Linked DNA regions of Capra hircus: region 2 is linked to region 1. The links are chromatin contacts, called in public Hi-C maps. All regions are on one chromosome and are shown on one strand. The core of a region is the stretch at or near the end of the contact, and the rest is flanking DNA. Distances in the headings are between cores, read along the strand shown.

Region 1 (4,250 bases), core at 1,151-3,650:
CTTGGTGCGGTCACCTCTCCCCCAAGACCCCCATCCCCCCCCAGTCTAATGTGGGAAGCGGGGGACAGTTCACAAGCTAGCCTCCTCCCCCTCGACCATGTTCCCAGCCTGGAGCAATGTCAGTCCAGAATCACCCAAGACCACCCTCTGATTTTATGCACCATGTGGCTAGTTCATCCCCTCAGAGCAACTCTGGTCACACCCACTGGGCCCCAGGACCCCTCTTGACCTTCCCTGGACTGCTGGGCCCAAGCCTGGCATTCAAGACCTGTGTCTCGCCTCACCTGTTCTCCCACCACTCCCTGGGGTCCACCCAAGAGACCTTCAGCTGGGCTGGGTCCAATTAGTGGGTCACCACCCAACCTGGGCTGCCCAGCCGTCTCTCTGTGCCCATCCCTCCCTCTCGCTCACCTGGTTTCTCCTCTCTCTCCCGCCTCTCTGTCCGGCAGACCCAGAATGTCATGTACGACCTCATGTCCGAGCTGCACGCCCAGCACGAGGAGCTTGAGGCCCGCCTGGCTGCCCTTGAAAGCCGCCTGGATGCGTTGGGCACCTCCCTGCAGGCCCTGCCTGGCCTCATCGCCCAAGCCATACACCCACCCCCACCCGCCCTGCCTCCCTGGCCTGGCTCCGGCCCCCTAGACCAGGTGGCTCGGAGTCCCCCACACTGGTGGCCACCCGTGGCCCCTTCAGACTGCGGGTGACAGCCCTGCCTGCCACCGGACCCCTCAATTTTGGCCATCGTGTGGCCGCCACTTCCACGCCATCCAAGAAGCCCTGTACAGTGGCGCCTCTTGGAGTTCAAGGAGCCGAAGCTGAGTTGGGCTGAGTGGACTGGGGCCCGAACCACTGCACCCCACCCAGACTGTTCGGGCAGAGAGTAGGGCCAGACGGCAGGGGAGGGCAGGTCTGCTTCCTCCCTGATGGGAGCTGGGGGAGCTTGGAGCTTCCTCTGGTCCCCTGATTCCTGCGGTACGCCCCTCCGTGACCCTCGGCTCTCTCCAGGCCCCAGGTGGGTGTGGGGCAGCCAGGAGAGGGGTCCTTGCCAGTTCCAAATAAAGCAGGACCAGCCCACTTGCTGCCTGTTGTGTGTGGCTGGTGGACACTCATATCGCAACATGGGAGGTGGACACCAGGGCCCTGGGGATTCCAGACCGGATGTGGGGGTCAAGGTGAGCCCGTCCCTGCCTAGCCTAGTGGTCTTCCAGGCCTGAACTCCACGCCTCCCTGAGGACATCTGCACAAGTCCCACTTGGTACCAAGAGAGGGACCTGCAGAGAGCAGGGGACGTAGGTCAGGACGTCCCTCCAGCTCGCTTTGCCAGAGCACCTTGTAGGGGTCAGGCTCCAGTGGGACTGTAGGTCACGGTCCAGAGGGGGAAGTGACATGAGTGAGGAGGGCCATTCTGTTTTTGATGAACATGGATTGAGCATCTGCTGTATACAGCCAATATAATGACAACTGTTCACCAGAACCTGACCAGGGTAGGATGGGGAGACACAGAGAAGTGAAACAATCTGCCTGGGGCCACAGAGTGAAGAGGGGTGAGCCAGGATTTAAATTCAGGGATCCATACGCCAAGGGGAAGAATGGACTCGGTGGAGGTCACTCCATGGGGAGGGGACTGCTGTGATCCTGGGCTTAGAGAGGCCTCTCTGGGGCAGAATGGAGGGGAAGGTCTCAGACAAGTAGAATCAGAAAGGTCCTTCCAGGCCTTGGGCTCAGAGTGCTGGAGTCAGGTGGGGAGGCAGGCTCTCGGCAGATGCTGGGCCCTGTGGAGAAGGAGGCTACTCTGGATCCAGCTGAGAGCCCAGGCTCTGGCAGCCTCTGATAAAGCCGTGGGCCACCTGCCTGGGGGTGATAGGTGGGACACAAGAACAAGAAGGCCCCGGGGAGTTGTCGGTGGGCTGAGGTCAGACATGGGTTCGAGTTCTGAGTCAGCCGCCGCTGGGTGCCTCTGGCCAGCGACTGCCGCTGTGGGGGGCCTCAGTTTCCTCTTCTGTGAGATCAGGTGCTGAAACCCTGCACAGTGCTCACCCTTGGGGACACCCAGTCTGATGGAGGAAGCACAACAGTGAACACAGCAGTCACAAACACAGCGGCCAGAGCCACAAAGAATTAAGTCCGGAGCACGTCTCCGAGGAGATGACATTTGGGCATGGAGACTTGGAGAAGGGCGGTCCTAGCAGCAACTGCCGTTGCAAAGGCCAAGAACGGGACCCAGCTTTGCGTGTTTGGGGAAAACCAGATGATGACAGGAAGGCCAGGGAGGAGGGTGGGGCCGCGCTGGGTCCAAAGGCGCCGGGTAGGGGACGAGTGAGCCCACTAGACAGATCCCGGGTGGTGGCCTCCGCTCCGCGCCAGCCACATCCGCCCCCGCCCGCCTCTGACTCAACAGCGCCTACCCTGCAAAAACAGGACCCGCCCCGCCCCGGGGGGTAGCAAAGTCAAACGCGCGGACACGCGGGCGGCACGTTCCGGAGGCCCGAGCGCGTCACGAGGGCGGACACGGAGGACCAGGAAGTCAGCCAACTGCGTGCCGGCCCGGGGCCGGCGGCATCCACACAAGATCGCAGAAGCAGGAGAAAGCTCGGGAGGGGCGTCTGGCGCGGCGAAGACCAGCCCTGAGCCCAGAGAGGTCGGCAGACGCTGCCCAGCAGCGCGCCGGGCGGAGCCGCGCCGGCACACCATCCCCGCCGTGAGCCCTGGGCCCAGCCATGCGCCGGGGGGGCGTGCGCAGCTTCGCGCTGGAGCTGGCGCGGGGCCCGGACGACGCGTACCGCGGCGGGGAGCGCCTGTGCGGCCGGGTGCTGCTGGAGGTGGCGGCGCCGCTGCGGGTGCTGGCGCTCGAGGTGGCGGCGCGCGGCGGGGCGGTCACGCACTGGCTCGAGGCCCGAAGCGTGGGTGTCAATGCCATCTCCAGCGACTACGTGGCCGCCGAGACGTACCTGCGATGGCGGCAGCTGCTGCTCCGAGGTGAGCCGCTCATCTCCCCCCACCCCCGAGCCAGGATCCCCGCCACCGACCCCTCTTCTCAGGTCTGGGCGCCCCTTTCCAAGCTCTTTAGAGGCCGTGTGGGCTGGCAACCCTTCTCAAGAGGGGGACTCTCTTACCCACTAGGACTCCCTTGACCTAGAGGATGTGCGGTGGAGACATCCCCTCAGCCACCCACCCCGCCCCGCCCCGCCCCATGTGGAGTCTGGAGGTGTTAGCAATCACTTGCACTCCCGATAATGCAGTGAGGAATCAAAGGAGTCGGGACGAAGTTTTGGGTGAAGTGGAAAAGTATAGTTTTACTGCTTTGCCAGGCAAAGGAGAAACACCTGGCTCTGCCTTGAAAAACGATGTCTCTACCCCAGAAAACTAGATGAGGGGTTTTATAATAGTGGCTCAACACTGGGGGTCTTTGATAACATTAAGGTGTGAGCAGGGCTTGCATGCCCTTAATCTCGTCTCAGGTGGTCGGTCTTCTAATCTTTGTGAGCGTCTCTGTTCCCTGTAATCTTGTCTCAGGGGGTTTCTTGGCTCCTCCCTTGATTAGCAACTGTTCAAACCCACCCTATGAAACTCAGGAAAGGTTATGGGGGCTGGAGTCAAGAAATGGGGTCAGAAAGGCCTCTGTGCCTGGGAGCCCCACAGGACCCCCTTGGTTTCAGGGGACCCCTTGGTGGAGCTAGGAGATCCTCCTCTCTAAACTCCAGGGTGTCTCATTAGCCCCAGGCCTGGGGGCTCTGATTCCCAAAGAAGGCCCGTGTCTCACCCCTGGCCAGCGCCCTTTACCAGTGTTTACATGAAGGGCTGTTTGCTGGATTGGGGATTTTGGTGGTGTTTGCAGGTAAGGCGGTAGGAATGCATCCCAAGCAGGACAAAGACCTGGGGTAGGGTCAGATCAGATCAGGAGTCTTGGACATGTCCCCGCTTGCTCTGAGCCTCGGTGCTCCTCCCTTAGGCCATACAGCCAGTTGAGAGCAGAAGTAGGGGAGGGCAGGGACAGAAAGAGTAAGTCTGTGCTCTAGCACCTGCTGTGTGGCTGAAGAGGATGTTGGCCTTTCTGGGCTGCCCTGGCCACTTCTTCAGGGAAGGCAGACCTCACTATACCCATCTGCAAGATGGGTAGAAACAGGATGCGGCTCAAATCTGGCTCCCTGCCCACAGCACCCTTACTTCCGGCCCTGCACAGACTAGATGCTTTGCCTACAGACTTACTACTTTGTCCAAACAGCCGCCAGGTGTGGGAGGCTCTGGCCTGA
Region 2 (4,548 bases), core at 488-2,987, 35 kb after region 1:
CCACCTCAGACCCCACCCTCCGGTCCCCATTTCCGGCTGGCACTAGGCAGCTGCCAATGCCACTGGGACACAGCCCCGGCCATCGGGCAGCTCTGGGAGGTGGGAGTGTCACTGCCTGGCCTGTCTGGGTGGAACCAGGTCGATTACCATTCACGGGGCAGGCCAGGGGCAGGGGTGAAGAGATGGACGGGCCACCTGAGAACCACAGACCCTAGAGGCTGGACAAGGATGACGAGTGATGGCTCTGGAGCTGGCGGCTCTGGACCAGAGTCTTCATGATACAGGCCTTAAAGTCAGTCACTCAGTCGTGTCCGATTCTCTGTGACCTCAGAGGCTGCAGCCCGCCAGGCTCCTCTGTTATGGGATTCCCCAGGCAAGAATACTGGAGTGGGTAGCCATTCCTTTCTCCAGGGGGATTTTCTCGACCCAGAGATCTAATCCAGGTCTCCCTCATTTACTGTCTGAGCCACCTGGGAAGCCCTATACAGGCCTCAGTTTCCCCATCTAAACGAATCACGGGGGAGGGGGAACCGGTGTGTCCAAGACTGTGGGTTGTGGGTTTTGATCTGCTGGGCTTTTGGGGGTTAGAGAGAGACTCTTAAGCTGTTTGAGTTTTCCAGGCAGCAAGTGAGGGCCCCAAGCTGCCTGGATCCTCACCCTGAGGCCATGGGGGTGGGGATGGGGGCAGCTTCAGGGAGATTAGATTGGACCTTGTCTCACGGAAATGTGGGCTTAAGACACTGGCCAGGCCCGGGCTGAGCCGGCTGAGGCAGGCCTGGTCTAGGGGATCTGGAGGAGGTTTTAGGTAAAGACAGAGGCCGTGAGAGATACAGAGAGACAGCGAGAGCCAGAGAAGTGAGGTTGAGAGAAATAGACAGGGAGAGACGAGACAAGAGAAAGGGAGGAGCTTCCCTTGTGGTCCAGTGGCCAAAACTCTGGGACCCTGATGCGGGGTGGGGGGACCGGGTTGGGTCCCTGGTCAGGGAACTAGATCCCACGCGGCAACTAAGAAAAAAGAAGGAGGAGGAGGAGGGCGAGAAACAGGAGAGCTGGGAAGACAGGGACAAAAAGAGAGGAAGGTGGGGAGTTAGGGAGACACAGGTGCCCCCACCTGGCCCCCTGGGCGGAACCAATCTCCCTGCGCTCTTGAACAAACCATGCTTTCATATTGAGGATGAGGTTATGGACAGCTTCCTAAGGTGTGTGCTTCCAGAGCCAGGCACCCTCTTCACCTCTCACAACACCCAAGGAGGTGTGTGTGTGTGTGTGTGTGTGTGTGTTAGTCACTCAGTTGTGTCCGACTCTTTGCAACCGCATGGGCTGTAGCCCAACAGGCTCCTCTGTTCTTGGATTTCCCAGGCAAGAGTACTAGAGTAGGGTAGCCATTCCTTTCTCCAGGGGATTTTTTTGCCCCAGGGATCGAACCAGAGTCTCTGGCACTGCAGGCAGATTCTCTACCGTCTCAACCACTAACTACCCTCATCCCACCGATGGAGAAACTGGCTGGAGAGCCCCAGGCTGCACAGCTAGCTGGAGGCAGAGCAGAACTCGGTCAAGACCTGTAAGACACCTTTCTGTCTGCTGTGTAACACTCCACCCCTCCAGGCTCCCACCCGAAAGCACACCCAGGCTGGTAAAGAAAGCCGCCCCGCCCCTCCTCCCTGGCCCGCCTGTCCCCCCTCCCCAGCCCTCCTGGCCCAGCTCGCCGGCCGCAGAATATTTTTCTTCTCTGCTCCTGGATGTTACGGTTTCATCCGGAACCGCCTTGCCTACAGGCGGTTCCCGCCCGCCAGGGTCAGCCCAGGGCAGGGACCGGAGCCAGAAGCAGCTTGAGGGAGGCGACCTCTGCCATCACCCCAACCCGGGGACCAGGCAGGTTCCCTCCTGCTCCCTCCGTATCGTGGTTTCCCCACCTGGAAAGTTGCGGGCTCCCACGCGTGGCCATGCGGGAGCGGCGCTCGATGTGGCCAAGGGGTGGGTGTCTGCGGGCGGGGTTTCCCGCGTGGCTGCCAAGGTTCCGAGCGCTCCGTTATTAAGCACTGAGGGGAGCTACCCCGTGTCTGCCAGGGGCCCTCCCAGTGCGGAGACAGGGTTGGACGGCTGATGCCCCAACAGGAATTGATGGGGGGTGGTGGGGAGGTCAACGCTGGCTGGAGGGAGAGGCTGCGCAGCAGCAGCAGCGAGGATGGGGAGAGACACCTCCAAGTGTGTATCTGTGCGCGCGCGTGTGTGGATCAGTCACGCCCAACACTTTGCAACCCCACGGACTGTAGACCCCTAGGGGCCTCTGTGCAGGGGATTCCCCAGGCAAGAATTCTGGTGAGGGTTGCCTTTTCCTTCTCCAGGGGATCCTCCTCACCTAGGGACCTAACCTGCTTCTCCAGCTTCTCCTTCATTGGCAGGTGGATTCTTTACCACTGAGCTACCTGGGAAGCCCGTGCCTGCAAGAGGGGGTGTCAAAGACAAGGAGAATTCTTAGATATAATTCGATAATAAAAAGAGAACCCAGTGAAAACTGGGCAAAAGACTTGAATGGACATTTCTCCAGAGAAGATGTAGAAACGGCAATAGGCACATGAAAAGATGCTCACCATCATTAGTCTTCGGGGAAATGCAAATCAAGCCCCCTGAGATACCACTTCACACTCACTAGGATGACCAGACTCAAAAAAAAAAAAAAACTTGGAAATAATAGATGTTGATGAGAATGTGGGGAAATAAGGAGCCCTCACATACTTCTGATGGCAATGAAAAATGTGCAGGCACTTTGGAAAACAATCTGGCAGTTTCTTAATCATTTAAACATAGAAGTACAATGTGATCAAATAATTCTGCTCCTAGGCATTTACCAAGAGAACTGAAAATAGGTTTTCACACCAACCCTTGTATGCATGTTCATAGTACCACTAGTCACAATTGCCAAAAGGTGGAAATAACCCAAGTGTCCATTAGTAGATGAATGGATAAACAAAATGCAGCCCAGCCATACAACGAAATATTACTCAGCCATAAAAAGAAATGAAGTGGGGAATTCCCTGGCAGTTGGTGAAGATTCCAAGCTCTCACTGCTGGCCTGGATTCAATCCCAGGTCTGGGAACTAAGATCTCGCGAATCTTGCAGTACAGGCAAAAAAAAAAAAAAGAAAGAAAGAAAGAAATGAAGTTCTGATATGCACTACAGCGTGGATGAAGCTCAAAAACACCAAGCTGAGTTTCTTTACCAAAGAACAGACACAAAGGCCACATATTATATGATCCCATTTATATGAAATGTCCAGGTAAATCCATAGAGACAGAAGGCAGATTAACGGTGGCCTGGGGCTGGGGGAGTGGGAATGAGGGTGACTAGTCATGGGGTTAGGGTTTTCTTTTGCGGGTGATGGGAATGCTCTGGAACTAGACAGTAATAATGGTTCCATAACATTGTGCATGCCACTGGATCTTTCACTTTAAAAGCATAAGAGGACTTCCCTGGTGGTATAGTGGATAGGAATCCTCGTGCCAGTGCAGGGGACACAGGTTCGATCCCTGGTCCGGGAAGATTCCACATGCCTCAGAGCAGCCATGCCTGGAAGCCACCATCGCCGAGCCCACCCTCTAGAGCCCTCAAGCCTCAAATGTCCTCATGGCGCAGCTACTGGAGCCTGTGCGTCTGGAGCCTGCGCTCTGCAACAAGAGAAGCCTCTGCAATGAGAAGCCCGTGTAGGGGAACAGAGGGTAGCCCCACGTGGCGCAACTAGAGAAAGCCTTCGCACAGCAACAAAGACCCAGTGCCGCTAAAAAAATCAAGCAATCAGTCAATAAAAGGGTGAGGGAATCCCCCGGGGTCCCGGGGTTGGGGCTGTGTGCTTCCACTGCAGAGGGCATGGGTTCGATCCCTGGTCCAGGAAGATTCCATATGCCGCGGGCAACAGCATCCTATGAGCTGCAACTACGGAAGCCCGTGTGCCTAGAGCCCATGCTGCAACGAGAGAAGCCACCACGATGAGAAGCCTGGGCACCACGACGAAGAGCAGCCCTGCGCACTGCAATAGAGAAAGCCCTTAATGAAAGGGTGAACAGTGCGGTATGTGGATACAGCCTTAAAAAAATTAAAGAGGAATGGGCAAAGAAGCACAGTTAGGGGAAGGGCATTTCATTTCAGGCCGAGGGCCTGGCATCTGCAGGGTGAGGGCAGGGTCTCATAACAGGCCAGGCCAGGGCTGGTCTGTGTCACCTCCTGCACCCTAGAGATCCCTGATATCCCAGCCCCATCCTGGCTCAAGGGAAGAGGCAGAGACAACATCTCTTTATGACCAAACTCCCCAGAGGCTGCTGGAGTGACAGAAGAAGCAGGTTACCTGGGGAGGTAAACTGAGGCAATCTGTCTCCCTGATGGAAACGTGCATCTTGACTCATGGGGGGATAAGTCTCTTTGTCTCTTGAGACCCTACACTTCTCCTGCTCCAGAACCTCCCCTCCAACCCCCCACAAACTTAAGAATAAAAACTCTTAGGTCCCCAGGCCGCTGGGGCTGTGACCTCTATCCCCACCCCCACCTATTCCCCA

The links. Hi-C and Micro-C count contacts between places; a contact is called where the count stands out from the background.
Region 2: a Hi-C map of blood shows a contact between it and region 1, with 5 times the contacts expected there. The contact joins the enhancer-like site here to the promoter of ARRDC2 in region 1. A contact is called at or near these places in 3 of 5 Hi-C or Micro-C datasets (all in blood).

Annotation. Positions count from the first base shown.
Region 1 is chr7:103,612,135-103,616,384 of ARS1.2, forward strand. It overlaps ARRDC2 (arrestin domain-containing protein 2), which reads left to right and starts at 2,401. Exons shown (of 8, transcript XM_018051412.1): 1 at 2,401-2,976. The coding sequence starts at 2,718. It overlaps KCNN1 (small conductance calcium-activated potassium channel protein 1), which reads left to right. Exons shown (of 9, transcript XM_018051410.1): 9 at 450-1,074. The coding sequence ends at 704.
Region 2 is chr7:103,648,059-103,652,606 of ARS1.2, forward strand. No RefSeq gene overlaps it. Among named protein-coding and RNA genes, the nearest start is that of TRNAE-UUC, 17 kb to the left of the region's middle. Within about 2 kb of position 1,738, at least 2 of the 5 cell types and tissues checked have an H3K27ac peak or open chromatin away from gene starts, as enhancers often do.